Linked DNA regions of Mus musculus: region 1 is linked to region 2. The links are chromatin contacts, called in public HiChIP or PLAC-seq maps. All regions are on one chromosome and are shown on one strand. Each heading gives the region's core, a stretch centred on a gene start, on an enhancer-like site or on the middle of the called end of the contact. The rest is flanking DNA. Distances are from core to core; before and after follow the strand shown. Region 1 overlaps Airn (antisense Igf2r RNA). Region 2 overlaps Slc22a1 (solute carrier family 22 (organic cation transporter), member 1).

The links. HiChIP or PLAC-seq counts read pairs in DNA pulled down with a chosen protein or histone mark.
Region 1: an H3K27ac HiChIP or PLAC-seq map of T-cell acute lymphoblastic leukemia shows a contact between it and region 2, with 3 times the contacts expected there. The contact joins two enhancer-like sites. A contact is called at or near these places in 30 of 484 Hi-C or Micro-C datasets (ECoMG myeloid progenitors, the G1E-ER4 cell line, the N1E-115 cell line and 15 more), 5 of 115 datasets of contacts at active chromatin or transcription factors (CD8 T cells, T-cell acute lymphoblastic leukemia, extraembryonic endoderm stem cells and 2 more) and 2 of 9 other capture datasets (adipose tissue and liver).

The regions. Positions count from the first base shown.
Region 1 is chr17:12,792,645-12,796,644 of GRCm38.p6, reverse strand. The region is part of intron 1 of Airn (antisense Igf2r RNA); the gene reads right to left. Among named protein-coding and RNA genes, the nearest start is that of Igf2r, 25 kb to the right of the region's middle. RefSeq lists an enhancer at 3,575-4,000. Within about 2 kb of position 2,219, at least 112 of the 459 cell types and tissues checked have an H3K27ac peak or open chromatin away from gene starts, as enhancers often do. A contact at or near this core is called in T-cell acute lymphoblastic leukemia, bone marrow-derived macrophages and regulatory T cells, where this site is marked.
Region 2 is chr17:12,653,675-12,657,787 of GRCm38.p6, reverse strand. Slc22a1 (solute carrier family 22 (organic cation transporter), member 1) reads left to right here. Exons shown (of 11, transcript NM_009202.5): 8 at 742-850. Among named protein-coding and RNA genes, the nearest start is that of Slc22a1, 20 kb to the left of the region's middle. Within about 2 kb of position 1,732, at least 53 of the 459 cell types and tissues checked have an H3K27ac peak or open chromatin away from gene starts, as enhancers often do. A contact at or near this core is called in T-cell acute lymphoblastic leukemia, bone marrow-derived macrophages and regulatory T cells, where this site is marked.

The sequences.
Region 1 (4,000 bases), core at 970-3,469, 140 kb before region 2:
GTCACTAGTTTGAGGCCAGCCTTGGCTTGACAGAGCCACTTGTCTAAAAATAAAAAAAGTTCAAATCTAAATTACAAGGCCCAAAGCATGCATTTGTTATAATAAGAGATACAATGGACTGGGGTTGAGACACTTTGGAAATCAGGCAAAATCTACTGAGAAAGGTGGCACTAGAGTCCCTCTAGGGAGTCACTATACCTTCTTGGGAAAACAGGGCATGGTGGGCCTGCCTGAAACTTCAGCATGTGAGGGATAGACACAGGCCAATCAGGAGTTGGAGGCCCGTCTAGCACACATGAGACCCTGTCATAAAGACAAACCAAAGGAGGCACATAGGAGGGTTCTAGGTAGAAACCTGTGGGTCAGTACAAAATTTTTGGATCAAGTACCACTATCCCAGTCATAGTACATAATTTTTTTCAGCTCTTTGAGGCAGAGTTTCTCTGTGTAGCTCTGACTGTCCTAGAAACTTACTTTGTAGACCAGGCTGGCTTAGAATTTACAGATCTGCCTGCCTCTGCCTTCTAAGGGCTGGGATTAGAGACGTGAACTAGTCCCATTGCCCAGCCTAGTCAAAGTATTGTATTTGTAAAATACTTGGACATAATTTAATGCACAAGTGGAAAGGAAGCTATTATGATTGGCTCTTGTGTTTTCTTCCCGCATCCCACAGGATTGTCAGGTCTGTTTACACACACACACACACACACACACACACACACACACACACACACACAGATAACCATACCCCCACACACACTCACATTCACTCACCCACCCACACCGGTGGCTTTAATGAGAAGGGTTATTTAAGATTATTCTGATGAGTTTTGTTTTAAAATTCAGTGTTCAGCAGGTAAAGGCCCTCACCACCAAACCTGATGTGGGCGGAGAGAACCAGTTCCTGTGAGGTAACCTCTGGCCTCCACTCGAAAGCTCCAGGTGGGCACATTCCCCTCCCCCAGCAAGATAAATAAATGTATGAGTGGTAAAACACTGATTGACTGAAAGTGAATAAGGGAGACAGGAGGGCGTCTGGGAAAGAGAGTGGGTCTGTTCTGCCTAAGCCAGGCGCTAATCCACAGCAGGGTATTGTTTATCTGTCTTCAGGAATCTGGAAATGTAACTAGGAACATCAGAAAAACCTCTCAGTAGAGCAGAGTCGACTGAGAGGTTGACAGCAAACTGGGGATCTGTGATGGTGTTCAGGAGGCACAAGGGAAAGAGAAGCGCACAGAGGCAAGGACAGACCTCAAAGGATGCAGATGCCTCTGGAACCCTGTAGCTTGAGGTGAACCTGAGATGAGGTTTTTCATCTGGAAGTGTCCTGACAGGGACAGACTGTTTGAGGACACCTTAGCAGTTTTGCCCAGTTATGGTGGCACACACACAGGATCTCAGGAGATAGAGGAAGGGAGATCAGGATTTCAACACTGTTCCCAGCTCCATAGGGAGTTCCCAGGCAGTCTATGTATCTCAAGTCCAGGGCTGAGACTCAAACCCTGGTCTCTTTGAGCACTAGGAAGTCTACCACCTACCTTTTTTTTTCCTTATTTTTTTAAAAGACTTATTTATTTATTATATGTAAGTACACTGTAGCTGTTTTCAGACACACCAGAAGAGAGTGTCAGATCTCGTTATGGATGGTTGTGAGCCACCATGTGGTTGCTGGGATTTGAACTCAGGACCTTATGAAGAACAGTCAGTGCTCTTAACTTCTGAGCTATCTCTCCAGCCCTACACCTCCAGCTCTAAGTGGGTCAGACCTCCTGAGGCATCTCCAGTGGCTGGGGGAGGCCTGGTCTGGAGGCAAAGACCATCAAGCAGCTATCCTGAGGGTGGCCTCGGAGATGGAAAAGAATAGACCGCTGATATTTTTCCTTGCCTGTGCGAACCCCGCGATGCCACATCATATACCCCTACATCCATTGCTTCTGGGCCCCATTGAGACCAGTTCCGCCCGTTTGTACAAGTGATTATTAACTCCACGCCAGCCTCAGGAGTCTTTTCAATATTTTGTGGTCTTGCTTCTGTTTTTCTTCTGCCAAGGACTGCTCACTCCATGGAAATCTTGGTTAACCGTAAGATCTTGCCAGAGAAAGCGAATGCCTTCGGGCGAACACACCCAGGAAAGCTGGTCTCTCTCCTACGTGGCTAGGAGCCTCCAGGAAGAGGGCTCCCTTGTTGTGATTGAATAGTATCGAAGCTGTTTTGTGTCTAGTTGTTAACATGTGTCTGCTTGCTTTCACCTAACATTCCAGCGCTGAGAAAGGCCCAAGTCCCATCAGTCTTGGCAGAATCTGTTCAAGATGCTTTCCTCATTTAGTAGTGAGAAAGGGTTGGGTGGAGGCCAAGGTCACTGGGAGACTCTCCCCTGGTGCTTGAGAGAGCTTCCTGCCAAGATTTCCTATCCCCTTTGGTGGCAGATTTGCTGTGGGAACAACCTCACCATCTGTACGGAGCCTGCAGATAGAAAACACACAGGACATGTGGGCCTCCCTGCCCCAGGCCTGCACGAGCTGTAATCGACACCCCTGTTGCCTGCTCTTGGGAAACAGGAAGTCTGAAGGAGTGCTTGTGGTTCCACTGGGCATTTCAGCAGCTCCGGGACAGAACCACTTAAACAGTCAAATGCAGCTCCCAGGTGCAGAGCAAAGTGGCAATCGGCAATAGCTGCTTGCAGGAACCATTTAGTACATAGCGATTTCAAAAAAAAAAAAAAAAAAAAAATCTTGGGGATGGAGAGATGGCTCAGCAGCTGCGAACACTTGCTGCCTTTGTAGAGGGTGTGCACATTAGCTTCCCAGGACCTATGCAGTGCCTCTCAGTGGCTTGCAACTCCATTTCCAGGAGCTCTGAAGCCCCCTTCTGGCTTCTATGGTCACTGTGCAAAGGTGGTTGGTGCTCATAACCCCCCAGAGGCTCACACACATAGTCAATGAATAGTTATTTTAAAAAAAAAAAACAATAGAACATTGTCTTTCTTTTCCCCCCATGAAACTGTCTATAGGTCTGTTGTGGTGGAACTATTCCACCCTTGCTTGTTGAGGAAATCATTTTTAAGAGGAATGAAGACAGGCCGAACTCATGTAGACCCAACCAGAAGAATGTATTATAAGGATTATGGGTAAAGTTTAATTGGAAGAGTGCTGACCAGGCTTGCATGTACCACATAAACCAGGAATGGTGGTACATGCCTATAATGTCAGCACTTGGGAAGTGGAGACAGGAGGTTAGAGGTTCGAGGTACCTCTTACTACATAGCAAGTTTGAGGCCAGTTCAGGTTACTTGAGACTCTATCAAAAAAAAAAAAAAAAAATCCCAAAGGCAAGATGGTGAACAATATGGAAAAAAAGAGAATTTTCTGCCTGAAGCGATGAACAAAGTCCACGGACTCTCACAATAGCAAGGTATGCCATTCAGGGTTTAGGTTTTTTTTGTTTTGTTTTGGTTTGGTTTTTTTTTTGTTGTTGTTGTTTTGTTTTTGTTTTTATTTTTACTTCAGAAAAATACCAGGATTGAATCAATCCAACGGGGGAAAAGTTTACTTTTGCATCCTGCTTAGGACTGTTCTTCCAAGGTCTTGCTGGGTACCAGGATGACTTATCTGAGCGTCTACACTGTTGTGTGGCAAGCCTGAGACACAGCTGATGGAGATAAGAACTGTAAACGTGTCAAAATGGAGGAAGGGATGAGTGAGCTGGTGGGACGGAAGAAAAGTGGATCAGAAAGAGGATTCCCTTGAGCCACCCCCTCCCCCATTCTGTTGTTAATCTGACATGGGTGAACCTAGGCTAGCATGGCCCCCTCTGTGGGGGACCAAGGCTAGTGACACAGGTCCTGTGCCCTGATCCTGGCTCTCATCCTGCAGTCTCACAGGCTGGATGCCTTGTCACTTTGCCTGTTCAAGGTTCAGCACGTGCCTCTCCAGATGGCCACACCCTGCCCAACCCTTGAACTGTGTTCCAGAGCCAACAGAACTGTGTAAACAAGAGCAGC
Region 2 (4,113 bases), core at 483-2,982:
TTGGTGTGGATCTTCCGTGGGCAGAGCAGTGGAGCTGAGATCATGTTGTGCCCACGGGCAAGAAGTCTCCATTCTCTTTGAGATGTCACTAGTGAAGTCAGTGTCTGGGGACAGGGCCAAGATGACATGTGTGTAAATATAGAGACTTTCTTAGGGAGGGCACCTGGGTCAGAGTCATGGGCACTTGAGCTTTGGTGGCGAGGCAGGCCGAGCAATGGGTGATAAATCGCAGTACCCTCCCTCCCTCCCTGTGCAAAACCTTCCTTTCTTTGCTTGGAAATGAAGTCTAGGTTGAGGTTTAGTTCAAGGGCTACACCACACTACCTGTGCCTCAGGTACCGAGCTAACAACATCATCCTGTGTAATAGCTACAAGCCAGAGTTTCATTGCTGTGGCCAGGCTGGGCATTCATGTTACCCCTGACTCTCACAACTGCCTGCAAGCTGTGTAGATTCACTCCACGGGGGTTTAGCAAACGAAGGTGCAGAGAAATACATAGCTCATTTCTGCACAGCTGGTGGAGGCAGACACTTCAGTCTTTCTTCTGCATGATGGAACCTTCTAGAATATGTCATCAGAAAGTCCCCCAAGTCTCTTGGGCATCCGTTTACTAAGTGAAGATATAGCCAAGTGAGGCTGTCAGTGGTCCTAACTAGCCCAGTCCAGTCAGGCTTCTCCTCTGTCAGCTCCAGTTCATCCAGAGAGTGTTCTTGCTCCAACTATCTTCTTGTTTCTTCCTAGAGCTGCATTGGTTGAATGTGACCCTCGCTTGTCTTGGCCGTATGGGAGCCACCATTGTGTTGCAGATGGTCTGCCTAGTGAACGCTGAGCTGTACCCTACATTCATCAGGTGAGGCCACAAATGGGTTAGACACTGAAATAGCCACCGGATAGCCAGGCAGAGAGCAACATTTCTTTCCTTTTCCTTTTTTCTTTTTATTGGATATTTTCTTTACTTATATTTCAAATGTTATCCCCTTTCCTGGCTCCCCCGCCCTGGAAGCCCCCTATCCCATCCACCCTCCCCCTGCTTCTATGAGGGTGTTCCTCCTCTTTCCCATTCACTTCCTCCTCTCCACCCTTGATTCCCCTACACTGGGGCATCTATGGGGCCTTCATAGGACCAAGGACCTCTTCTCCCATTGATGCCTGACAAGGCCATCATCTGCTACATATGCAGCTGGAGCCATGTGTACTCCTTTGTTGATGGCTTAGTCCCTGGGAGCTCTGGGGGGGGGTATGATTGGTTGATATTGTTGTTGTTCCTATGTGTTGCAAACCCCTTCGCTCCTTCAGTCCTTTCTCTAACTCTTCCATTGGGGACCCCATGCTCAGTCCAATGGTTGGCTGCGAGCATCCACCTCTGTATTTGCCAGGCACTGGCAGGGCCACTCAGGAGACAGCCATATCAGGCTCCTTTCAAGCATGCATTTCACAGCATCCACAATAGTGTCTGGGGTTGGTAACTGCATATGGGATGGATCCCCAGGTGGAACAGTCTCTGGATGGCCTTTCCTTCAGTCCCTGCCCTACACTTTATCTCCATATTTGGAGAGCAACGTTTCTAAGGCACCTCTGTAAGAAGCCTGCAAGCTGTGCTGGGACAGAATTCTCCACAGAAGCAACTTAAGGAAGGAAACGTTTATTCTGGCTCAAGGAGGTACAGTCTATGATGGTTGGGAAAGCACAGTTTGTCAGCACGGGAGGCTGGTGAGCTGTTCACTCTGCCTCGGGAGCCAGGAAGTAGAGACTAAGCAGGAAGTGCGGTCAGACTATAAAACCAAGGCCCACTCCTAGTGACTCGGTTCCTTGTTTGTAGAGAAATGATGAGTGAAGTGGTTTCCCTACTATTGGAACGTCTTTGCTGCTGTTGGGTTGTGGTTCTTTATATATTCTGCATATCAGGCCCTCATCAGATGCTGGGCGTGTATGTAATCATCTTCCACTCAGAAGGGTGCCACTCTGTGGCCTGCAGCCCCAGTGAGCACAAGTTTTACATTTTCACATGGTCCAGCATCATTTTTCCTCTTGCTGTCCTGCTTTGGTATTGAAGAACTCTCTCTTTTCCCTTAAAGTCTCAGATTCAGAGAGTGAAAATGGCTTTTTCTGAAATACAGCTTGATGAGTTTGAGTGCTGTATGGGTCACACGCACGTATACATTTACATGTATTATTCTTCAACTTTTGGCTCTGTTTGCATAGTTTTGCCTTCTCCAGACCGCTGCAAATGAAAAGCCGTGACATGTAGACTGTTGCTTGGCTTCTGCGACTGATTGTGATGGGCTGTGTTCACTTCACTGCACGTGTCAGTGCCTTCTTCTTTCCTGGAAAGTACTCTAGAATGTGAGTGTTTAGTTCCTGCTTCTCCATCCGTGGGTGAGCCTAGCTGCCAGCATAGGGTGACAACAGGTCAGCTACTCTACACGTCCTAAAACCTTTGAATGAACACATGTTTGAATCGGGTGAACAGAGGAATGGGATTGGAGGGTCACAGTTAGATGAGCATGTGTTTTTATTTCCAAGACAGGGTTTCTCTGTGAACTTTCTCTGTAGATCCGGCTGGCCTTGAACTCAGAGATCCACCCGTCTCTGCCTCCCAAGTGTTGGGATTAAAGGTGTTCACCACCAGCAGTGGGCTGTGTTTAGTTTTATATTTATGAAAACTATTTTACCAAGATGCAGTACTTTTTTTGCATCCTCCAGGCGTATGTAGAGGATGGAGGTCAGTGTGTAGTGTAGCCACTTTGAGGTCCTCCCGGGAGGTCAAAGCATCATGGTAGCTAGGCTTTTCCTAGCCCCAGATGATATTCAGTGTCAGCACATGAGCTCATTGCCACCAGTATTCTAGGTGTGTGTGTGTGTGTATGTGTGTGTGTGTGAGTGCCTGCATGTGTGGTTTGTGTAAGTATATGTGCCTGTGTGTTTGTGTGAGTATGTGTGTGTGGTGTATACCAGTGCTTACATGTGTGATTTGTGTGACTGTGTGAGGATATGTGTGTGTTAGATGTGTGTGCTTGTGTGTGTGTGGAGAGAGAGAGAGAGAGAGAGAGAGAGAGAGAGCGAGAGAGAGAGCCTGTATGTGTGGTTTATATGAGTATGTGTGTTTGTGAGTATGTGTGTTTGTGTGTATGTGTGTAGGTGTGTATATGTGTTTGTGTGTGGAAGTCTGATCTCAACTTGCAGAAGGCTGTTCTCTCCTTCCACTTCTCCTTCCTCAGTTCTTGGGGATCGAACTGAGGTCATCAGACTCGGCAGCCTTGGTGCCTTTACTGCTGATCCTGTCTCCAGCCCCAAGCTCTCAACATGAAGTGAAGAGGATTTTAATTGTTAAAGCATCTACTTTATTTGACATTTTAAAAAAATGGCCATTATCATAACCTGCCCTTGGTTAGAATTTGGCCTATTACCTTAAAATTTCCTCCCCATGAATAATGTATTTCTTCTTCATTTGTTCTTGTGAAAATGTCTTAGAAACATTCCAGCTCCCTACTTTGTCTAACGCCTGCAGCTTTCCGAGCCAGAAGACACAGATGACAGCGGCCTACTCTTTGCTTTCTTCTGCCAGTTCCTTTATTAGAAGAACATGGTTTAGAGTCTTACTTGTAAAGAAATTGCTTGGTCTGAGCACAAGGAGATGAAGGAAAATTAAGGATACAGTATTTTCCCAGGCCTTCCAGGGAGGGTTACATAGTGAGACCCTTTCTCAAAAACCAAATAAAAACAAAACAAAACGAAACATCAAACCAAGAAAACAACAAAAAATTCAGAGAGATATAGAGATAGATAGATAGATAGATAGATAGATAGATAGATAGATAGATAGATGATAGATAGATAGGATCTTCTATGTTTGTATTTTTTAGTCCAGAGTCTAAAAATGAAAGAGCCAGGACAAATAAGTCCTCTGTCACAGTTACCAGATTCAAAGAAATGGTCTATCAAATGTGCTGTGTGTCACTGTGACAAAATATCTAAGATGATCAACTTTTAAGGAAAGGTCTGTCTTCACACCTTCTTTCAGAGGCTTTAGTCTATGTTCACTTGACCCTGTTGCTGTGGGCTCAGGACTTGAGATCTCAAGACAGCACAAAGCATTATGGCCAGAATGTGTGG